Linked DNA regions of Zea mays: all the other regions are linked to region 3. The links are chromatin contacts, called in public Hi-C maps. All regions are on one chromosome and are shown on one strand. The core of a region is the stretch at or near the end of the contact, and the rest is flanking DNA. Distances in the headings are between cores, read along the strand shown. Region 1 holds the start of LOC100282411. Region 2 holds the start of LOC100279992. Region 3 holds the start of LOC103632890 (ABC transporter G family member 11).

Region 1 (3,098 bases), core at 44-2,543, 250 kb before region 3:
TGCAAACGGCAGACAGAGCTGAGCAGAAAGAAACGCAGGATTTGGACAGGAAACGGCAGACAAAGCGGAAGCGAATGGGAAACGGTAGACCGCATGACAGGTCAAGAGAAACACCATGTGCATCGGTATCGCATATATCTGGTGTTTAAGGCTACTCTCAGTCTGGTTTCACGGTGGTTTCATATACATTTAATCGTACGTTACATTAGAATTTTAGATGATATGACATAATATTTGTTTAATGGATTCTATAAAAGATAAAATTAGTTTGATAGGAATAAAATCATGTCATCTCGTTTACAAAGTTTTGAAAACAGTGTAAAACCCTCGTTTGAAACTTTCATTTAGTGGTTTATTTCATCTTCACATGTTTCACTAAAAGCGTTGGTCATTTAGTTGTAATATTTAATGGTGTATGGTAGTGTACGAAATATTGAAGCGGAATTTTACCCCAGGAGTTATTTTTTTATTCTTAGTTTTATAGCATTTTTTATTTCCAACGTTAGAAATTTTGCATTGAGAATAGCCCAAGTGAACAAAACAAAGCAATGGATCTCGTGCAGGGTGCGGGGGGGAGGCGCGTACCAGGACGACGGCGTCGCGGGCGGCCATGATGACGATGTCGGCGCAGGAGACCACTCCGGGGCAGCGCTCCTCCAGCGCGTCCTTGATCTCGTCGACGACCTCGAACGAGCGCAGGGAGTTGATGTTGGAGAGCGCATCCTTCTCGCCGGGCATCGTCGGCGTGGCGTCCATCAGCACCGAGCCGTCGCACCCCTGCAGCCGCCCCCCGCCACCGGGAAGGAGCAGAAGAGAGAATCCATCGCGTCAGATCGACCGCGCGCGGAGGGAGGGAGGGAGGAAGCCACGTAGCGCAACCGGAGCGAGATCAGATGCGTGGGGCGGGCGGGCGGCTCACGTTGACGAAGCAGTCGTGGAACTGGAGGCGCATGACGGAGGCGACGCTGCGGGCCTCGCGTGCGCGCGCGCGCGCCATGGTCTCACGGACGATGTCCTCGGCCTCCGGGCACGTCTCGGCGTAGTACCCGACCTTGAGCTCCCTCACCGCCGCCTGGCCGCGGCAGAGGGACGCGAGGAGCACGGCGACCAGGGGGAGCCCGAGGCACCCGCGGGGGACCGCCATGGATAGAGAGGGAGGGGTGGGGCACGGACGCGCACGCTCTGGTGGTCCGCGCTGTTCCGAGACGGGGCACACTGCGCTGCACTTCGCCCTCTGCTCTACTCTACTCTGCTCAGCTGTTTGGCAGGCAGTGTACTAGTCGCGTCCGGGTCGCGACTCGCGAGGTCACGGCGGGTAGTAGTTGTTGATAAAAAGGAAGCTGGCCGCTAGCCGATAGCCGCTGGCTGCAGGCCGAGGCCAATGGGCTGTCAGCACGAGGTTGGCGAGGAGGGAGCGGGGGCCGTGCGCGACACGGGGAGCTGTGGCCAGCCAGTGGTGGGCGGACGCCGCCAGCCGCCAGGCCGCGGCCGGCCGAGTCGGGTGCGTCAGCGTTCCTACACCACCAAGACCAAACAGTACACTGTACACCACTAGCACGCGCCGGCCCGGGTCCGACGGCTTCGGTCAAACGGTGTTCACGTTCGTGCGCGCGCGCGCTTCAAAAATATCCGCGCTCCGATCGTGCACCGTGTCGCGGCGGTACACGATGGCACGGCCGGTTATTGGCAGGCAGGGGAGGAGGGAGCATTGACCCGGATTTTTCTTTGCGCGTCTGTGACTGTGTGGACGGAGGACGGACGGTTGTACTCTTTTCTTAGCAAAACTATTTAATACAGAGTATGTCGAGAGTCTCTAAAAGTTATTTAAAAACACAAAAGGCATATTTTTTTGCGAATAATATATCTCTACATGACTCTCTAAGCCTCCATATATAATGTCACTTAACATTATTCATGATCCAAAGAATCATAATTATATCATGTAGTCTATTAGTTATCTCTCGTATTTTAAAGATTGATCCATGGTCTTTAAATTGTATATGCCTGGAATACTTCTCAAGTTTTTTTGGAAATTTGTGAAAATAACGGACAATACTTGTTCTGGTCAAATTTTGGTCAAAGGTGTGAAAGGTGGGAGGCATGAAATGTAACGACTATGTAAAACACCAATTTTCACAGTTTTGTTGTTGTGTGACAAATGGGGTTCGAACATTGATTGTTGACTCCACATTTAAACTCATCTAACGAATATAACATATATATTTTTTATTTTATTAAACCAAAGTCTACCTATATGATATATATAGAAATCCATAGCAATACACAGACATCTAGCTAGTGCTCATAAAGGACTTAAGACCTGTTTGAATGCATTAGTGTTCTAGTGCTACTAGTTAGCTAGCTAAAAAATTACTAGTAAAATTAGCGGACTAACTCGTAGCTGGCTAACTATTAGTTGATTTTAGTCGAGTTGAACCAGCTAATTAACTAATTGGTAGTTGAGGGTAAGCTAATAATTAGATGGACTATTAGCTAGGGGTGTTTGAATGTTTTCAACTAAAAGCAACTTGCGGTGTTTTCGAACCGTGCTCCGATAAGTAATTTTATTGTGTTCGTTTCGGGCTCCATACGATGTGCGTAGTGTGCGTAAGATTTATACTAGTTCGGGCAAAATGTCTCTACATCCAGTCATCGACGACTTGCGCTATTGACACCATTGATCAAAGCTTGTAGTAGGGGGTACAAACTGGGCGAGAGAAGGAGGGGAGGCTTCAAAGTCTCTTGTTCATGGTGGAGGTGGTTACAAGTTGGAGTCTAACTAGAGCTGGGCAAAAAACCCATAACCCGAAACCGAACCCGGAATACCCGAAAACTGAATTTTGTTCATGAATTTCGGGTAGCACCTTGCAAAACCCGAATTTATTTTGGGTAATTCAGATATCACAATCGGGTATCCGAAATAACCGAACTACCCGAACTTTCATGTGTCATGTACTCATGTCATGCTTAATTATTAATTTGTACATCTATAATTATGTGTAAGTGTGCATAACTTGTGATTGTAGATTGCTTGTGTTTTATATGTCCATGTATATCATTATTCAAACTATATTTTTATACTAATTTAATAAGGTGTA
Region 2 (3,132 bases), core at 221-2,720, 230 kb after region 3:
AGACACCACAACCTGTATGATGACAAAGAATATACAAAATTACTAACAAGATATATAGACATTTTCAGATTGCATAGCAACTGTAAGAATCTCTGGAATAATAGGTAGGTTTTGGAAAGCAATGCAGGTCCATCAGCTGAGCCATATCATAGAAGAGACATTCCATACCCTCTCTGCAACAAGGAAAGCGGAATAGAACCCAACACCGAATTGACCAATGAGTCCATTATCTGCACCAAGGTCTTTGTTCTCCTGGACAAAACAGAGAAAGCAAATTATTATCAACAAAGGAAACAATGAGTTTGTCGTGGAACAGAAAATTAATGTAGCTAAATCGTAAAAACAAGTGCACCTTTAGAGCCTTCAAAAACTTTGAGGTGCCACTTTGTGCAATGGTTCCAAGACAGTCTTTGAGCTCATCTTTAGTCATTCCAATGCCAGTATCTCTGTGTCATTCACAAAATGAGTCTGGATAACGATTTTGATCACATATGATAAATTAAAACGCTGACGACCATGGATTAAAGAACAACTTACGTGATAGTGATTGTCCCCGCCTCTAGGTCGGGTTTAATCCTTATCTCCAACTCACCGCCATCAGCCAACACAGAAGGATCAGTTACGCTGAGGAATCTCAGCTTATCCAGTGCATCACTCGCGTTACTGGATGCAACATAAATTGTGTCGGAAGATCAGGGGGTGTAGGAGTGCAGTTTGTGAATAGCAGCAACCCATCCTTTGTCATAAAAACAAGTCAATTCAATTGATACGCCGAGCAAACGACTGACCTTACAAGCTCACGTAAAAATACTTCCTTGTGGCTGTATAAACTGTGTACAATTAAGTCCATCAAGCGGGTAACCTGCAGAGCAAAGAGAAACGATACATAAACACAGAAGCGTTCAATTGCCGATTCCATGAAGACAAGCAGAATTCTGTTAATCGTGAAACACGAATTTGGCCACAGCACAGCAGAGTGAAACAGCATACTGAATGCAGCATACAAGTGACAATTCATGTGCCCCTATCCCAAATTTCACCAACAACGGGCCAATTTCCCTAGCTCACCTCAGCCTGGTACTCGTACTTCTCGCCGGCCGTCTCCTCCTCGCCGGCAGGCTTCTCAGCGACGGCGGCGTCGCACCTCACCCCGGCCATCCTCCTCCGCCTGGCTGCCTCCCATCTCACCCCTACCGCGCACCTCGCGGAGGCGCCCCTGCCCTGCGGCGCGAGCGCGGCCCGTAACAGACCCCGGCACGACGGGCTCGGGCGCAGCGCGGCCACCGACGACGGCCCCAGGGTCCTGCTCAGCGCCGGCGCCATGAGGTGTGGAATAGATATTGAGCACCGGGGGCAGGCGCTCACGGCTTGTTCCTGCTCGAGCTCGACTGTGGTGATTCGGTGTGACGCTTGGGGAGTGACGAACGGATAAGAGGTACTAGGGTTTATACGGAGGTACAGGGACTGGGAGACATGGGGGTGGGGAGGCGATGCGGGGAGCCCGGAGGCTTCTAGAATCGCGTAGGGCGCACGGGGCTGGCGTGTGTTGTGGTGGGGACGTTGCGTGCGGCATGTGCGCGGCAGGCGGCACGGTTGTGGTGCGCGCGTGGCTGCCGCGGTGGCACCGTCGGATGGGGCACCTCGACGGCGGGATGAAGTCTGAGAGGTTGATCCGTTTTCTTTCAGGGCTTCAGGCAGCGATGTGCCGATGTCGTTAGGGACGGTTGAGCCAAACGAATTTATTAAGGCATGTAGAACCTAGAGACCATATAATGTTTTTTTTAAATACAAGAGATAGTCTTAAGCATCTAGATCATAAAATGCAGTTGAGACAGGAAATATAGAAAGTATGAAAAATCAGGTTCTTCACGAAAAATCTATATTTTGATTTTTTTATTAACCTCCTAAAAATCCTTCAAGAGACGCCAAGTAAATGAGGTTGTACTACCCTAAGGCTAGAAGTTCGTGGGCTGAATACTGAATAACGGCTTGAGCTCGTGGGCGTCATAACGGGCCTATTCCGTGTGCTATATGGGCTGCTTCACTCGAACTTGGACTACCGCTGGGCTCTTATTTGAATCACCTCTCAGTGAGCTCAACAATAGAGGTTCTCATGGACATGGATTCTCCATCACCACGAGAAAAAACTAATTGATCTTGCTGCTCAACAATTATAAATGTTAGATTTGCTTCCTCATCATGGGTTTTCGCCAAAAAGGTGAAAAAAGAAAACAACAAATAATGCTCCCTCCTTCGTATCCTGATATATTTATTTTCTTAAACTTGCATGAAAAATATATTATACAAATTCATATTGAAGATGTATTGTAAAAGATCATATTGAAAACAAACATTTAGGTTAGATATCGAAAACTGAGGGGTGTCAGCGGGATAATACCTATATGAGAATGGATCAGATGCAAACCAAACACTTGGTATAAAAACGTGCAAACCAGCATGTTGGTGGAGCTGGAAGGGTGTATTTAAAAATGTAACAAGGGAGGTGGAAGGGTCGTTTTGAAAGCTAATGCATGGTGAGAGTGTTGTTTTGTAAAATTACCATGACTGCTTGCACGATTTTGCATTAAGTGCTTGGTTTGCACCTGATATGTTCCCTACATATATACATGTGTTCTTTTTGGTGGTTATCACAAGCTTGCCTCCTTCCATAACAAGGCAATATCTCATGTGGTGCTACGACAACATAAAGGGCATGTTTAGATGCCTGTCTCTACCTTGGTTTGCTTAACAAGGCATCAAAACAAATTGTTTGGATGGTTTTGCTTTCACCTTTGTTCTTGGCTTACGCTTTTAGGAATTCCATCACTAACATAAGTGAGCTAAAACTTTGTGGGCTGAACAAGTTTGTTTTCTCTGCTGTTGTGATATCCCACATATCCATCTGATCTCTTGTGGAATATTCTCACCATTGCTTTGTGTCGAACCTTTGCATGCTTCTCACTGTCATAATGTAGTATGTCCATTATACTTAGATTTCATGTTCAAAACTTAGTAAACTGGTTAGACCTTTAGTATTTTTGTCATTCAACTCACCAAATTCATAGAGGGTTAGATGTACTTTCAAAGTTTATTAACAATAAATGAATGTATGTTTTGTCCAGTGTTGTATTC
Region 3 (2,953 bases), core at 379-2,878:
ACCATATGTGATATAACGCTGATCAATAAACATACAATTAACTTGATGCTTTGTGTTAAAAGTTATAGAAGACAAGATGATAAATAATACTTTGTTTAATTCTAAAAGAATTGTTTCTTGAAATAGAAGACCAAGAGCATTGAAATACTAGAAATATTCAATGTCACCCAGAATTACTCAATATTAAGTAGAAATCAAGTTAGAATTTTTAGATATATATACGAATCATGATATGTGCCTTGCAATTATTGTGCTCCTAGAATACTTGAGCATGCATGAAGCTGCTAAATATCAAGCATGAAAGCTAAGACATGTAAGAACGGATAGAAATTAGAACATTTAAAGTTTCTCTTGAATAAGAACTTAAATAATGTACTTACAAATTTTTTTGGTCTTTAAAATTACTATCCTAAAATTTTGGTAGTAGTGGTGATGGTGATTTAAGCTTTAATTCTCATTGAATTAAGTGGTTCTTGTATACTCATAGAAGAGTTAATTGTTAATTATATTTATTAGCAGAAAACTAATATGAAGCATTTAATATTCTTAGTTGAGATCCTTACCTAAAGTAATATGTATTGATCTTGCATAAAATGAATTAGATATATCCGCTATTGAGTTTTCACCTTACATAGGGCTTGTTTGTTTCGGCTTCTGGCAGCTTCTGGCCACCAAAAGCTGCTGCGGACTGCCAAACACTTAGCTTTTCAGCCAGCTTCTATAAAATTTGTTGGGGGCAAAAATCATCCAAAATCAACATAAACACATAATCGGTTGAGTCATTATAATAGTAGGAATCCATCACTTTCTAGATCATGAGTCCTATGAACAACTTTATCTTCCTCCACACGTAATCGTAATGATACTCAGATTCTCCCCACAGCCAGATTTTCAGAAAATCTGGTCAGAAAAAAGCTGAACCAAACAGAGGGATAGTATCTCCAATTCTCCATCGCTTTTAACTGTGTGCTCGATGACTGAACGGCCTAGTGTCAATGAGCCAAAATGCATTTATACAAAAAGAGGTATATTCGTGATAATTTTTTATATGCACAAAATGTCATCAGCGCTTTGCACAAATCCAAGCCTCCTTCCATTTTCATCAAATTGGACATTTCTCGGGCCTTGGACTCAGTTAGCTGGCCATTTCTCGAGCGTTTCACTAGGGCACCGAGGCTAAGATGGTGTTGGTTTAAATGGAAGAACAGCAATAGAGGCCGTAGGCAAATCACATGGAGATCCATTGTGATAAAAGAGACAAAGAACTATTCGTTGCTTCCATGACTGTTAAAGCAGGCATTGATAACAAATGTCTTTTTTGCACTCAAATTGTTGGTTAAGCGGTCAAGCTCCAAAAATTCTAACGCCCAACATTTTCAACAAATCCATTCAGAAGAAGGTCACAGTTCAGAAGACCCTCAGAAATAATGCTTGAGTGTCTCATTTGCATGGGTGGTTCCAAGGCAGGACAGAGCGGGTGGTAATGTTAATTTTGGCAACACACTTGCCGATCTTTTTTAAAAAAGCAGGTACTGTACGGGTACGTGGGCGGTGGGCGCCACAGAACAACACGATGCCATATACCAGGAAGGTCGCTAGCTAAAGCTCGGTTTGACCGGCGCCTATAGATTTCCGAGGTCTTCCAATCCAGTCCAGCAGATTTTAATCGGTGCCGGCCGCCGGGCCTGCTTTTACCGGCGCCTGTAAGCTCCGTTGCCTATTTAAGCAGCCCCAGCTCGCCACAGTCGTCGCCACCGTGCACCATTCATCTCGCACGCCCACGGCACAAATTAAGCAAGCTAGTCTCTCCAAGGCTTCGCTAGCTAGCTCGCCTGCTGCGACAGCCCACGACGCGCGCGCCGGCCAAGCATTTGGACATGGCGTCCGGGCAGAAGCAGCAGCAGCACCTCCCTAACGTGCCGAGATGGACGCCGAGCCCGCCGCGGCGCCAGGCCCGCGGAGACGCGCACGACGAAGAGGACGCGGAGTCGGCGCTGGGAGCGTCGTCGTCCATGCGCAGCACCGACGAAGCATCGTTCCCCTTCGGCAGCGGCCGCGCGCGCTCGTTCCCGTTCCCGCTGACTCAGCCCTCGCTGGAGATCAGCGTGGTGGCGGCGGCGAACGGGACAGCCGGTAGCGGCGGCGGCGGCGCCGATGGCCCCGTGGCCCGCGAGAAGTCGCTGCGCCGGGCCGACGAAGGCGTGGTGGTATCCTGGGAGGACCTGTGGGTGTCGGCGGCCGGCGGTAATAAGGGCGGCCGCGTGCCCATCCTCTGCGGCCTCAACGGGTACGCGCGCCCCGGCGAGGTGCTCGCCATCATGGGCCCGTCCGGCTGCGGCAAGTCCACGCTTCTAGATGCTTTGGCAGGTACGTATAGGTATAGGAACGTGTGGAGGTCATATATATACTGATATACAAGTAGCCACGTGAATCATTATTCTGAGCGCCTCGCTTGCCTTAGATGCTGTTATGAAGCTAGCACCCCAAATATATCACGTTCATACGCTGATGAAGAAAACTATACTTTCAGCAACTATACTCTGATCCAGACATGAATATAATGATGATGCACACACGGACCTGTTCTTATGGTCCGTGTTTCATATAGTACCATATTTATTTGTTTATTTATACTTATATATGTACACAGGGAGGCTGGGTTCTAACGTGAGCCAGAAGGGAGACATTCTGATCAACGGCCTGAGGCAGAAGCTAGCCTACGGGACATCTGTAAGTGCATGCATGATCATGATCCCACACGTAGTTTGTAAGAGTGTGTGCGCGTTTCGTAAAATTAATCTTTAATTTGATCGTTTTTAGTATTGCATTCATGGGTCGGCGTGATCAATGAACTAATGCGTGTGCGTGCACGAATCATATATATCCATGATCTGATGCATATATATATAATACTATGCATGCTGATGGACACGCGGTATGTGTGATGTGTCGC

Evidence for each region. A called contact is a pair of places that touch in the nucleus more often than the background predicts.
Region 1: a Hi-C map of leaf mesophyll shows a contact between it and region 3, with 2.9 times the contacts expected there. The contact joins the promoter of LOC100282411 here to the promoter of LOC103632890 in region 3. A contact is called at or near these places in 2 of 25 Hi-C or Micro-C datasets (bundle sheath and leaf mesophyll).
Region 2: a contact with region 3 is called in a Hi-C map of leaf mesophyll, with 2.6 times the contacts expected there. The contact joins the promoter of LOC100279992 here to the promoter of LOC103632890 in region 3. A contact is called at or near these places in 2 of 25 Hi-C or Micro-C datasets (leaf and leaf mesophyll).

Annotation. Positions count from the first base shown.
Region 1 is chr7:134,830,127-134,833,224 of Zm-B73-REFERENCE-NAM-5.0, forward strand. It overlaps LOC100282411, which reads right to left and starts at 1,294. Exons shown (of 3, transcript NM_001155322.2): 1 at 920-1,294; 2 at 586-777. The coding sequence starts at 1,144.
Region 2 is chr7:135,314,765-135,317,896 of Zm-B73-REFERENCE-NAM-5.0, forward strand. It overlaps LOC100279992, which reads right to left and starts at 1,471. Exons shown (of 19, transcript NM_001361012.1): 1 at 1,069-1,471; 2 at 789-862; 3 at 538-663; 4 at 353-446; 5 at 169-252; 6 at 1-12. The coding sequence starts at 1,323.
Region 3 is chr7:135,082,090-135,085,042 of Zm-B73-REFERENCE-NAM-5.0, forward strand. It overlaps LOC103632890 (ABC transporter G family member 11), which reads left to right and starts at 1,629. Exons shown (of 6, transcript XM_020541368.1): 1 at 1,629-2,367; 2 at 2,651-2,730. The coding sequence starts at 1,878.